Regions from separate parts of the Muntiacus reevesi genome. Here region 1 is linked to region 2. Evidence: chromatin contacts called from public Hi-C data. All regions are on one chromosome and are shown on one strand. The core of a region is the stretch at or near the end of the contact, and the rest is flanking DNA. Distances in the headings are between cores, read along the strand shown. Region 1 holds the start of C6H7orf25 (chromosome 6 C7orf25 homolog). Region 2 holds the start of NUDCD3 (NudC domain containing 3).

Region 1 (6,669 bases), core at 2,402-4,901, 1.2 Mb after region 2:
AGTTTTTGCAAAACTATTAGCAGTGAAATGTGGACATATTTAAAATGCACGTGTGGGGGTAGGAGGGCGTTCAAAAGGAAAGGGGGATCAGGAAGAAAAGTAATACGGATCTTTATAATTATCAGGTGCTAATTTATTGGGCACTGATTAGCTGATAAATATGATCAGAGGATTTTTCATCTATTGCTCAATTACGTTCATGGCTGAAAATGCCTGCTCTTAGTCTTTATTGCAAATGTAGGCAAGCTCTGAGCCCCTGTTGTAAAGAAACTTAAACTAATATTCAGTGGACTGCTTGAGAACATGTAAGAGTTAGTAAGTCCTTTGGTTTAGAATCCTAATTTCCTGAAACCAGTTCAGTGGTCCTGTGTTAATGTCGTATTACTTCTCACAGATCCTTCAATTCATACTCCTCCCCTGACTCTGCTCCAAAGAACCTTATAAAACCAGCAATAGTTGGCTACCAAATGATAGCTTCCTAAGCATGAACTTAAAGTTGGACAACTAACACTGATCAAAGGCCTTGTCCCTGATCCATTCATCACTTTTCACTTTCTAAGTACTCTTATCAAGTACTCCTGTATTCAAAACAGTAGGCTTATATGGTCGTTTTTGGACTCCAAATGTTAACTACCATATAAACATTTTCTTCTGCAATATGAGAATTTTGAACTCTTATACCTCCCTCAGTTCCTCTCTGCTTTAATTAGATCACAATGTTGAGCTTAAAAGGTTTTTTTTAATTGGTATGTAAGTATACTGTGAGGGCTTCCCAGATGGCTCTAGTGGTAAAGAACCTGCCTGCCAACACAGGAGACAAAGGAGACATGAATTCGATCCGTGGGTTGGGAGCTCCCCTGGAGGAGGGCATGGCAATCCACATAAGTATTCTTGCCTGGAGAATCTCAAGGATAGGAGCCTGGCATGCTATTGTACATGGGGTCGCAAAGGGTTGGAAACGCCTGAAGTGATTTAGCAAGCAAGTATACTGTGATTGCTTTTCCTCACTTTTGCTTTGTTTTTTTCTGTGGCTCACTAATTCTTACCAGTTCCCTCCCAACAGGATTGTAAAACCCTCTTCAGTCTGTTTTCCTCTTGGTCAGATATCAGGTAATCTTAACAGTTCTCAGCCTGCCTTTCACACCATTCCAAGGAAGAACCCTCTCTTCCTGCTCTATTCTAAGCTAGTTGCATGTTGAAACTATTCTGTTTCTTGCTTCACTTCAGTCGCTCAGTTGTGTCCAACTCTGCGACCCCATGGACTGCAGCATACCAGGCTTCCCTGTCCATCACCCACTCCCGAAGCTTGCTCAAACTCGTCCATCGAGTTGGAGACGCCATCCAACCATCTCATCCTCTTCCCCTTTTCTTGATTGCCTGGGTTTAAAAATTTTAGACTAGAAAGAATTGTCTTCACATTGAGTCTCTTATTAATTGAATACTGGACCCTTTTGTTTTCACTGTATTTTTCACCTGTTTTTAAAATTCTACTTTTTAGTAGACTTTTCTACATTTAGTAGACACTTCCTGCTTTTCTATTGATGTTTTTAAGATTTGGGATAGCATTTTTAATTTTGAAGAACTCTACTATACTCCATTATCTCCCCTTTAGGAAAAAATTCTCTTGATTCATGGTTAAAATACCTTTTATCTGAGTGAAAGTGTTAGTCACTTCAGTCATGTGCCACTCTTTGCACCCCCTGGACTGTAGCCTGCCAGGCTCTTCTGTCCATGGAATTCTCCAGGCAAGAATACTGGAGTAGATAGCCATTCCCTTCTCCAGGGGATCTTCCCACCCCAGGGATCAAACCCAGGTCTCCGGAATTGCAGGCAGATTCTTTACCATCTGAGCCACCTGAGGATGTTAGTTTAAAGATATTTAAAAACAAAACATTTGTTCTGCTTTCTGTTTCCTTTAGATTCTAAACAAAAATGTTTGAAAGTGCTGTTTGTGAGTCCCAAACCTGCTTACTGTGCTGTGATTAGTTGCTCAATCATGTCTGACTCATTGCCACCGTCACTCACCACTCTGTCCATGGGGTTCTTCAGGCGAGAATAGTGTGGGTTGCCATCCCTCCAGGGCATCTTCCCAACCCAGGAATCAAACCAAGGTCTCCTGCTTTGCAGGTGGATTCTTTACTGTCTGAGCCATCAACTGGGGGATGCCAAATATCACCTATAAATCATTTCTCTGGTCTTTCATGTGCTCTGTGACTCCAGAGAAAAGCAGGGTTTAGGGGAGAGGGTGATGAGGGGAGTGAGACAGGAGTGCCTTTGTTTTGTGAGGGGCAGAAAAGGGGCCAACAGCATTTTACTATTCAGGATAGTAACTTGCATTCTTCATAATGTGTCAGGAACCTTTCTAATCCCCTATCTTCAACATCTTAAATGCTACACTTCTGCCTGGGGAAGGATGGGTAACAGTCCCAGCTTCACAGGACTGGAGAGAGGACTTATGTGTCTGTTGGATATACAACATAAGCAATGCCCATTTCTAGTCCTGCCTCAACTACTCCCCTGGCATCCAGAACCTTTTGGGAGTTCTGCTTTGTCAATCACTTGATGCAGTTTTGTCTCTGCTAACTACTCCATCCACGGAGAGGCTTCCTTGTTCAAATAACCACTCTCATGCAGATTTAACTCTAAAGTGTATCTTTTAGGCCAAAGGGGTTGAATAAATTAATATGTGAAATGCACTCAGAACAATGCTGGCCATATGTTAAGCATTGAGTAAGTTTCACTGCTCTTGGTCTTCCAAAAAAGTATTGACATGTCTCTTGTGCAGTCTTCTTTTTCTTTCTTTCTTTTTTTTAGCTTTGTAGGTTTGTTTCTTTTTCATTCCTTTAAAGGAGCAGGCAGGCATAGGATAAAATTTAACGTCAAGTTCTCTTTAATTTTTAGAATGAGGCTTTAAGACTTCCCTGGTGGCTCAGACGGTAAAGCGTCTTGCCTATAATGCTGGAGAACTAGGTTCGATCCCTGGGTTGGGAAGATACTCTGGAGAAGGAAATGGCAACTCACTCCAGTACTCTTGCCTGGAAAATCCCATGGACGGAGAGCCTGGTAGGCTACAGTCCATGGGGTCGCAAAGAGTCGGATACAGCTGAGCGACCTCTTTCTACTTTATGGGTGACTCTGAACACTAGCAGGGTTAATGTCAATTTCTCAGCCCTTCAGAAACCACTGACGATTTGTCTTCTTTAGAAAGGCAGAGGATCTGTGTATGACACTATGGTATTCAGAGCCCGTGATGATGCAGTGGCGAGTCATAACTCTCAGCTCCAGTACTTAGCAGCTGCGTAACCTCTGACAAGCCTCTCCAGCCAGTTTTCTGTGAAAATGAGCCAAGCATTTTCTACAACCGTCGTTTGGCACTCTAGGGGTTTGAGCTTGATGGCAAAGCGATGTGCTTGGCCCGAGGAGGGGAGCTGGGCGCTATCGGGAGGTTTTCCCCACCAAAACGCACCGACTCCCGCCCCAGGCAAAGCCTTAACTATTAGATCAAATGCTAGGGTGCGGGTTCAGTCGACCAGGCACCCTGGGGATCGAGCGGTCGGCGGCCAGTGGGAGATGCGCGGTCCTGAAAGTTCTACCCCTGCCCCTTTCCTGGAGCCAGGAAGCCGCGCGTCCCTAGGTTCGCTCCACGCTGGCAGTTAGGAAAAGTCGGTGCCATCAACAAACATGGCCGCCATGCTAGCGTCAGCCCCGCTCTCGAGGCCGCGCTGCCGCCTGGGAATCGCGGACTCGGCGTCACCCGGCGCGGGGCCACGTGACGCGTTAGGCGCCCGAGGCGGTAGGGCTTGCGCAGGCGGAGCAGCAGCGGAGGCCTGAGTTGGGTGGGGACTGCCCGGTGAGGTTGCCCGGTGGGGTTTCCCGGCGGGTCCCGACCTCGCGCGCACGTGGCCCCCTGTTCGCGCTCGTAGTTCTGGGCGCTGCCGGTGAGGAACCGGGGAAGGGGCCAAGGGGAGAGGGAACGGGGCGCCCCTTCTGAGCCTGGGAGGGGACTTAACTGGCCCGGCCCCGCGGGAAGGGTAGTGGGCGTCGGGCCGCCGAGCCCCCTCCGCCCGCGCCACAGACCCCGCCCTGGTCGCGGGTGCTTTTGGAGCCCCAGACTGCCCAGCGGGGCCAGCGTTGCAGGTGGACCCGACAGGGCCGAATGCCCAGGAAGGCCAGGAAGGCCCCACTGATCTCAGGCCCGCTCGCTCGGGCCGCCGCGGGCTGCTCCGTGGAGTTTATTTTCAGGCTTTACTTTTGGAGTGGGAGCTGGAGACAAGTCGGTGGGCTCCTTAGTTCTTTAGAAATAGGCTGGGTTGACGTCACAGGCACGAACAGGCAGTCTTGATTCCTCGGCGCGTGTACCATATGCCCCTGGGAATCACGAGGCAGGAGGTTGAAGGAGAGACAAGTATGAAAAGCTTAGAGTGCTCAATTTAGGAGAGAATCTCCTGTCTTGGAAAATTTATTTTTTTTTTGGACAATTTTTTCACCAGCTAGTCTACGCGGATACTTTAACCATTTTACTTTGACATTCCGAGCTTTCTAAAATTTCTTGACAGCCAAATAGTAAGGCTGCTTATAAGGAAATTTCTTATGTGGCAGGTTGCCAGCCTGCTGCATTTTATCCTTACCTGGGTTATATTGTGGATCCCATGACTTTCAAGCTGAAAAAATGAAACTGTAAAGAGTCTTGAAAACCAAGCGTAGGTAAGGAGTTGGGAAGTATAGCTGTCATCCTTTCCCTAGCCTTCAGAAGAGGAAGTCACTCCAGACACCCAGAATCCCAGGTTCATAGTCTCGGGGCCCCCATAATCTTAGTTGTCCGATTGAAATCTTACAATCCTGAGTGAAAAATTGCTTGTGGTTGGTTTGTTTTGTTTTCATAGGAAAGGAATAATGCTGTCAGCATGTCCGCACACTCCATGCTCTGTGAACGCATCACCATAGCCAAGGAACTGATCAAGAGAGCAGAATCACTTTCCAGATCAAGAAAAGGGGGCATCGAAGGTGGTGCCAAGCTGTGCAGCAAGTTGAAGGCGGAATTAAAATTCTTACAGAAAGTAGAAGCTGGAAAAGTAGCTATGAAGGAGTCCCACTTGCAGAGCACTAACCTGACACACCTCAGAGCCATCGTGGAGTCAGCAGAAAACCTGGAGGAAGTGGTCAGTGTTCTCCATGTCTTCGGTTACACAGACGCCTTTGGAGAAAAGCAGACCCTTGTGGTGGATGTTGTTGCAAATGGTGGTCATACTTGGGTGAAAGCCATTGGCCGCAAGGCTGAAGCTCTGCATAACATTTGGCTGGGCAGGGGCCAGTATGGTGACAAAAGCATTATTGAGCAGGCTGAAGACTTCCTCCAGGCCAGTCACCAGCAGCCCGTGCAGTATAGCAACCCTCACATCATCTTTGCATTTTACAATAGCGTCTCCAGCCCCATGGCTGAGAAGCTGAAAGAAATGGGCATATCAGTGAGGGGGGACATAGTAGCAGTGAACTCTCTGTTAGATCAGCCTGAAGAGCTCCAGCCCAGTGAGAGTGAATCGGATGATGAGGGCCCTGAGCTTTTGCAGGTGACCCGGGTAGACCGAGAAAACATCCTAGCAAGTGTCGCGTTTCCTACAGAAATCAAGGTGGACGTGTGCAAAAGAGTCAACCTGGACATTACTACTTTGATTACCTACGTATCTGCCCTCAGCTATGGAGGCTGCCACTTTATCTTCAAAGAAAAAGTGCTCACGGAACAGGCAGAGCAGGAGAGGAAAGAGCAGGTTCTGCCGCAGCTGGAGGCATTTATGAAGGACAAGGAGTTGTTTGCTTGCGAATCTGCTGTCAAGGATTTTCAGTCTATTCTAGATACCTTAGGAGGACCCGGGGAGAGAGAGCGAGCTGCGATGCTGATTAAGCGAATTAATGTGGTCCCAGACCAGCCTTCTGAGCGTGCCTTGAAACTAGTGGCTAGTTCAAAAATTAACAGCCGCTCATTAACAATTTTTGGGACAGGAGACACCCTGAAAGCCATTACAATGACTGCCAATAGTGGTTTTGTCAGGGCTGCCAACAACCAGGGTGTTAAGTTTAGTGTATTTATCCATCAGCCCAGAGCGCTTACTGAGAGCAAAGAGGCCCTAGCTACCCCCTTACCAAAAGACTGCACAACTGACAACCAACACTAATGATATCCTTTATTGTCATGGAAAATAAGTTATTTATACCCAAGGCTGTGTCTCCCCATCTTAATTGGAAAAAAAAAAATCTGTGGTAAAATTAATACTTAGAACTCTTATTAAATCAGTTGATGGTGTGTCTCATCTATAAAGTAAATAACCTAATGTAGAAAAAGCATAAGAGGCAACCTTATTTATCAAACTGGCTACATTATAATTAGAACAGAAATACATCTCTGCAAGACTTGTAGCTGTACCACAATACTTTGATTTGTTTGATTCAGTAGGGCTCCATCTCCCCTAATGGTAATTGCACCTCTTTGACTGTGGCTACATTGCATCTTGCATTAAATATCGAGCAACCTCTGAAGCTTGTTTTTCATTATATTGATTTAGCATTTGATATGGGTCGAGCCTGGGAATTAATTGTTTACAGATAATTTTAGATTCTAAAATTATGGCCATTATTAACAAAAACTGATTTTTATCTGTTAGGTGCAGTCTGGTG
Region 2 (6,471 bases), core at 1,069-3,568:
TCCCTTTCAGAGAAGCTGCTTTATACATTTAAAAAATATTTATTTATTTATTTTTGGCTGAGCTAGGTTTTTGTTGCCGCCTTCAGGCTTTCTCTAGTTGCAGAGATCTGGGGCTACTCTTTAGTTGTGATGCATGGGTTTCTCATTGCAGCGGCTTCTGTTGTTGTAGAGCACAGACTCTAAGTGCATGGGTTCAGTAGTTGTGGGGTACAGGTTTATTTGTTCTGCAGCATGTGCAATATTCCCAGACCAGGCATTGAACTCGTTTCTCCTGCATTGGCAGGATTCTTGACCCCTGGACCACCAGGGAAGCCCTTATACATTTTAAATATAGTTAGACTCTTGCATCACATTCTTTATTCCATTCTGATTTTACAAAATCACATGTGTAAAAGTTTATTGGGGGTATTCAGAACATGATCCCTGGTTGACCCTCTAGCTAGACCCAGGCAATGGGAGACTCCTCACCCTTTCCTCTGTGCTTGTAACGTATGCTCTGCCTACCATTCCCACAGCAAGAGTTGTTTTCAACAACATCTTCCTCTCAATACCTTGAGAGGGGAAGATGTTTCTGAGCCCATCTGGACAGTGTACGTGATTGAACCCAGTTAAGGTGTCTGTATAAATGTTTACGATTCTGGCAAAGTGGACATGAAAATATACTGGTCTTGGGGCTGCCCAGGACAAGTCTTATAACTTTCCTTGCTTATTAAACCTCCTACCTACCAGTCTGAAGTGGTCTGCCTCTTTCTTCCATCTCTCCTTGCTCTGTGTATACAGAGAATAGATTGTGAGCAAAGATTCACTCAAAGTATTAGGACAGACCAACATATATTAATGTGACAAAGTAGGAGACATTTATTGATACAATTTCAGATTTCACAGTGCAACTAATCTTTAAGAAAGTACAATTTGTTGAATGTTGGTGTAGTTTCCAAGAATAATACTCACATTTACTTGAAAAGGCAATTAAACTGCTATTTGTATAAGACTGGGTTTCTCATACTTCAGTCAAAACACCATACTGCAATACAGTGAACGCAGCAGATGTGAGAATCTGGCTGTCTTCAATTCAATTAAGCTAGATAGTAAAGAGATTTGCAAAAGTTTAAAAGGATGCTTTGTTTCTCATAAACTTTTTTTTTCTCATAAACTTTTACTGCTCTGAAGAATATTATTTCTTTACAAAAATATGTTAACATGTTTTTATGGTTATTAAAATACATAAATAAATATTTAAACATTTTCTGTTTTTATGTCCAATATGGTAACTATCAATAAACATAATACACATAAAATTTATGGAAGACTCCAAAGAGTCTTTGATATATTTTTAACAATGAAAATGGGTCTTTTTTTTTTTTTTTTTCTCCTTTTGGCCATGGCCACACTTGTGGGATCTTAGTTCCTGGACCAGGGATTGAACTTGGGCACTCTGATGTGAGAGTGCAGAGTCCTAACCACTGGGCCCTCAGGGAATCACCTGTAAATAAGTCCTAAGTCCAAAAAGTTTCAGAACGCTGCTCTACAGCAGTTTATCTGAGTTTGACTTTGTTCACAATCCATTAGAGTTCATACACTATTAAAATACATGTTAACTTGTAGGTTTCAGGCCAGTAGCTATGCAAATCATTTCTATCCACTAGGAAAGACAATCTACATCATTTTATAGGATACCAGCCAGCTTTGTATCCAATCTAGACATCTTACTCTGTTTTCTGAAAGAGTTATAAATACCCACTTTCTCGAAAAGCTTCTCCAAACTAGCTTTATCATATCATTGGCTACTGTTAATTAAAATGTGTAAATCTCTGACGTGTTCATTATATATTTGAGTAAGTGTTTATGTTTTGAGTTTCAGATTATGCTTTGACAGACCTTTAGAACACGTACACATTCTGTCTGTGTATATATATACGAGGCGTACACATGTATATACTATACACACATATATATACGTATATGTATATTTTACAGCACGGCACACCGGATTCTCTTTTCTGCATCTAGCTCTTTCCATTTAATCCTGGTACATGCACTCACTTGACAATCTTGTCTTCTTTTATTTATGCATATCACCTTGCATTTCACCCACGACTACGTTAGTAACGGGAAACACACCAACAAAAAGGTCGCATTTTCCTCTTTGGACTCGCAAGCAAAAGGTTCTCGCTGTCCCGCCTTGTTTCAGGACGTCCAGTCTGGAACACAGCCCACAAACCACGTGACAACAGCATGGCTCACGTAACAGTTGTTGTCGGCGCTACAACTCTTCCGCCAGTTTCCAACATGGCCACTAGGCGCCCTCAATGCCGCAGCCCCGGGCCCTTTTGCTCTTCGGGGGCCCACTTCTGCTCCTCTGCGAGACCGCCCCAGAAGCCCGGGGGCAGTAGGGGAGGTGCCCGGGTCCAGTCGGCTCCGGCGCAGTCCAGCCCAGCTCCACCGCGGGGGCGAACAAACGCGGACCGGAAGTTTCCCGGGCGCGCCAGCGGCCGGGCCGTTACTGCAGAGCACCGGAAGTGGCCTTAGGCCGGCGTCCGGGCCGCGCCCGCAGTGAGTGAGCTTTCCTCCGGCCGGCGACGCCATGGAGCCTGGGGCGGCCGAGCTGTACGATCAGGCCCTGCTGGGCATCTTGCAGCACGTGGGCAACGTTCAGGACTTTCTGCGTGTGCTCTTCGGCTTCCTCTACCGCAAAACGGACTTCTACCGCCTGCTGCGCCACCCGTCGGACCGCATGGGCTTTCCCCCGGGGGCCGCGCAGGCGCTGGTGCTGCAGGTAACGCGCGGCGGGCGGGAAGCTTGGGGTGAGGTGGGGGAAGATCGTGGGAGCCCCGACCCCCGCAAGCCCGCTCCGGTAGTCCCCGACCCTCTGGGAGCTCAGGCTCCTGCGAGCCCACCGCTTCTTTCGCTGCCGACCTCAGTTCATGCTCTGGCGCTTCCCCGGACCCGCCTCCTGCGGCCGCGGCTTCTGCGGAGATGCTGGTCTGGTATCAGTTTACTCCTGTGAGAGGTGCCGGCTCTAGAGCAGCCTGGTCCGATAGGGTGCATTTGGATACTAGAAGCTCAGGACCCCGGTCACCTCCAGCAGCGCGTAACTCTTCGAGTGACAGGGCCGGCCAGTCAGTGAATGAAAACAATGCAGGCTAGGCTGGGGAATGGGCGGCTGTAGCACGGACACCTGCACACCCCAGAACTACGACTGCTGGACGAGGGGGAGGCTGTGTGATGGGTGTGGTTCTTTTATTTGAAATGTGACTTTTCACGTCAAAGACAGTCATAGTATAATACTACTTAATAAGTTTACATATGAGCGTATAACTGTGCATCCCAGGTTAAGCTTATGTTGGAGGCTATCATTCACTGAACTTGACGGGGTATTTGAAATGTAATAAGCAAGAGTTCACACATTCAGCCACCGCAGGCATTGGAGATACACTGGTTATGCGGATGGTTAAATAATGGTTTCTCTGCTTGGGACACTTACGCTATATTTAAAGAGATGAAATACAGTAACAGGGACCTTTGCCTGTTATCTGACAGAACCATTGGAAGGAAAGGAATAGAAATGATCTTTTGGAAATGAAGACAAGTTTTGTAGAGGAGGTGGAATTTTGATGGGATCGAAAGAGCCTACTTAGTCAAGCATTGAGCCAGGAACCTGAGAAGGTAGAAATTCTAGTGATACCTCTCACTGTCGTCTAGCACTGTACAGTTTATGAAGTGATTTCAAAAGGTTCATCTCGTGAAGTCTTGCTACTAGCTTCAGGTTGGTCCGATATTACTTTCCTTAGTGCCTGCATGAAGAAACAAAAGCTTAAAATGTTTGAATAACTACCGGAGATAATATGGTCAAATGAGGAGTGAGGTTGGTATTCAGTTGAAAACTTAAGGCTGTTGCTCATCCTTGTAGTGGTTAAGTACCATCCAAGTGATCAGAGAGCTGTGTGTCAGAGATGGTTTTTAGCAAATCCTTTGGCAAATTAATAATTTCACGGAAGCTTGTGAAATAGATAAGGTTGAATTTTATGTGGCAGATGAGGGTGCCAGTTCAGCAGATCAGGTGGTTTGATTTGACCAAACTCATCATAGAGCTATAGCTCAAAACTTCATTTTTCCGATTCCATATTTTTCTGTTCTATTATTTAACCAGTCCATTGTAGAGTGGCAACACTTTCATCTAGGGTGATCTTTTGCAGAAAAAAGAAAGGAACATTTACTGAGCACCTAGTATGTACTAATTGTTATGTAATTTTTTATCGAGGTTGTCATTTGTTCCTAACAACCGAAAAGGTTGATCTTTCTCCTTGTTTTACAGGTGAACTGACAGAGGTAATGAATCTGGTAACAGTATGTAAGGGTAACAGTATGTAAGACACCTACTATGTTTTAGACACTCTCAAAGGTTAACACTTGGTGAACAGTTTAGTAAAGTGGAGGTGGGGAACAAGGCAAAGAGAGGGGTGGGATGGGCCAGAGGTGACCCAAGATTTCAGACCAGGGCACAGTAATAATGGTAATGCATTCACTGAACTGTCACCTGAATTTAGGGGAAGAAGCTTAGTTTTAGACAAGTTGAATTGGAGATTGCAGACAGAAGTCTCTGTCCATAGGCTGTTGAATTGTGGGACTGAAGCTCACGGGAGGTAGAAGAATCTGAGTGGTTTAAAGGAGAGGAGCTGAAGGTGGAGGAGCAGGGCAGAGAGAAGGTGCCTTTGGAGGTAAGAACCCCAGAGAAGGAATTGGAGAAGCTAGAGGCTGTGGGAGTGGGAGGGGGATGGAGGGAAGTGGGCAGGGCAGAGAGAAGGTGCCTTTGGAGGTAAGAACCCCAGAGAAGGAATTGGAGAAGCAAGAGGCTGTGGGAGTGGGAGGGGGATGGAGGGAAGTGGGCAGGGCAGTAAATTCCATGGAAACCAAGAGGGACAATTTCTGGCAGGTAGTTAAGAGGAGTGTAGTGTTTTCTGAAAGTGGTTCTCAGTCATCAGCATTGCTCAAGGAACTTTAAAAGAGCAGATATCCCCTGGTTATTTTGGTTGAGTTCAGTTCAGTTCAGTCACTCAGTCGTGTCTGACTCTTTGTGACCCCATGAACTGCAGCACGCCAGGCCTCCCTGTCCATCACCAACTCCTGGAGTCCACCCAAAACCAAGTCCATTAAGTTGGTGATGCCACAATCATCTCATCCTCTGTCATCCCCTTCTCCTCCTACCCTCAATCTTTCCCAGCATCAGGGTCTTCTCAAATGAGTCAGCTCTTTGCATCAGGTGGCCAAAGTATTGGAGTTTCAGCTTCAACATCAGTCCTTCCAGTGAACACCCAGGACTGATCTCCTCTAGGATGAACTGGTTGGATCTCCTTGCAGTCCAAGGGACTCTCAAGAGTCTTCTCTAACACCCTAGTTCAAAAGCATCAATTCTTTGGCGCTCAGCTTTCTTTATAGTCCAACTCTCACATCCTTACATGACCACTGGAGAAACCATAGCCTTGACTAGGCAGTTGAGTAGATAAATCCTGGGGAGCTGTTGAGTAGTAGGGTAAATCCTGGGGAGCTGTTCTTTTATTCACAGAGGCATTGGGCAGTGGGGTGCTTGGGGGTCTCTTCAGAACTCAGGCAGAGAGAGTTTGGATGGGAGTATTGTAGTGCTTCATTCTGGAACACCTGTTTTCCCCTGATATTTTGAGGTATGGGATGTTTGTGTGGTTTAAACCTTCTTCAGCTTTTCCTCCCAGTTCTAAGGGCTTGCACAGCCTGGCTGTACAGTTTGAAGGACCTTCAGCAGGAAAGGTGCATGTGGAAATTGTATTCCACTCCCTTATTTATTAGTATATTTTAAGCAAACAGTAATTTAGACTGACATTTTGTTCATTTCAGTTGAACCTGTGTTTATTCTGGAGTTCAGTTTGGGAACCCTGTTTAAAAGGTTAGCCCCCCCCCCCCACCCCACCTCCCCATGAGAGTCAGGAAAGCTAGCTCTTTTTGCTCCTCCCTGAGCTTTTTGGGACGTCTTGGGAGAATCACTGTCCTCTGTCAGTTGAGAAGGTTGACTGGAGGTCAGGGACATGTCTTCCAGCTCCGCAATCTAGGATTCTGAAATGAGTGCTGAAGTCAGCGGCGATGTGAGAGGTGAAGCAGGTGTCATCTTAGAGGAGGCGGGGGTGCTGAGTAAGCAAGGGCATTGGGGGCCACAGTGTCATCAGGAGTATGAGGCTGGGGTCCAAGGGAGGTCCCCAGTGTTAGGAGAGAGCCCTTGCTGTTACTTCTTTTCTGGAGTTAAGATGAAGATGTGGTGTGTCAGGAAGATGAATGGCTCTGAGGGCAGTGGGTCTGGTGTCTGGTGTCATTGACATGGGTGTGAGAGGAGTGAGTCAGGGCCTCAGGTTCTCTGGAGAAGCAGAGATAGGTACTGTTTCTAGTTTTTAACCTTAGGATTTCCCTTGCCTTCCTCTGCCTACATTTCCTTTCAGTGTTTAGTGT

What was found. A called contact is a pair of places that touch in the nucleus more often than the background predicts.
Region 1: a contact with region 2 is called in a Hi-C map of blood, with 3 times the contacts expected there. The contact joins the promoter of C6H7orf25 here to the promoter of NUDCD3 in region 2. A contact is called at or near these places in 2 of 3 Hi-C or Micro-C datasets (blood and muscle).

What each region holds. Positions count from the first base shown.
Region 1 is chr6:74,126,349-74,133,017 of mMunRee1.1, forward strand. C6H7orf25 (chromosome 6 C7orf25 homolog) reads left to right here and starts at 3,652. Exons shown (of 2, transcript XM_065939703.1): 1 at 3,652-3,938; 2 at 4,884-6,669. The coding sequence starts at 4,905. The coding sequence ends at 6,170.
Region 2 is chr6:72,953,234-72,959,704 of mMunRee1.1, forward strand. NUDCD3 (NudC domain containing 3) reads left to right here and starts at 2,319. Exons shown (of 6, transcript XM_065938636.1): 1 at 2,319-2,776. The coding sequence starts at 2,585.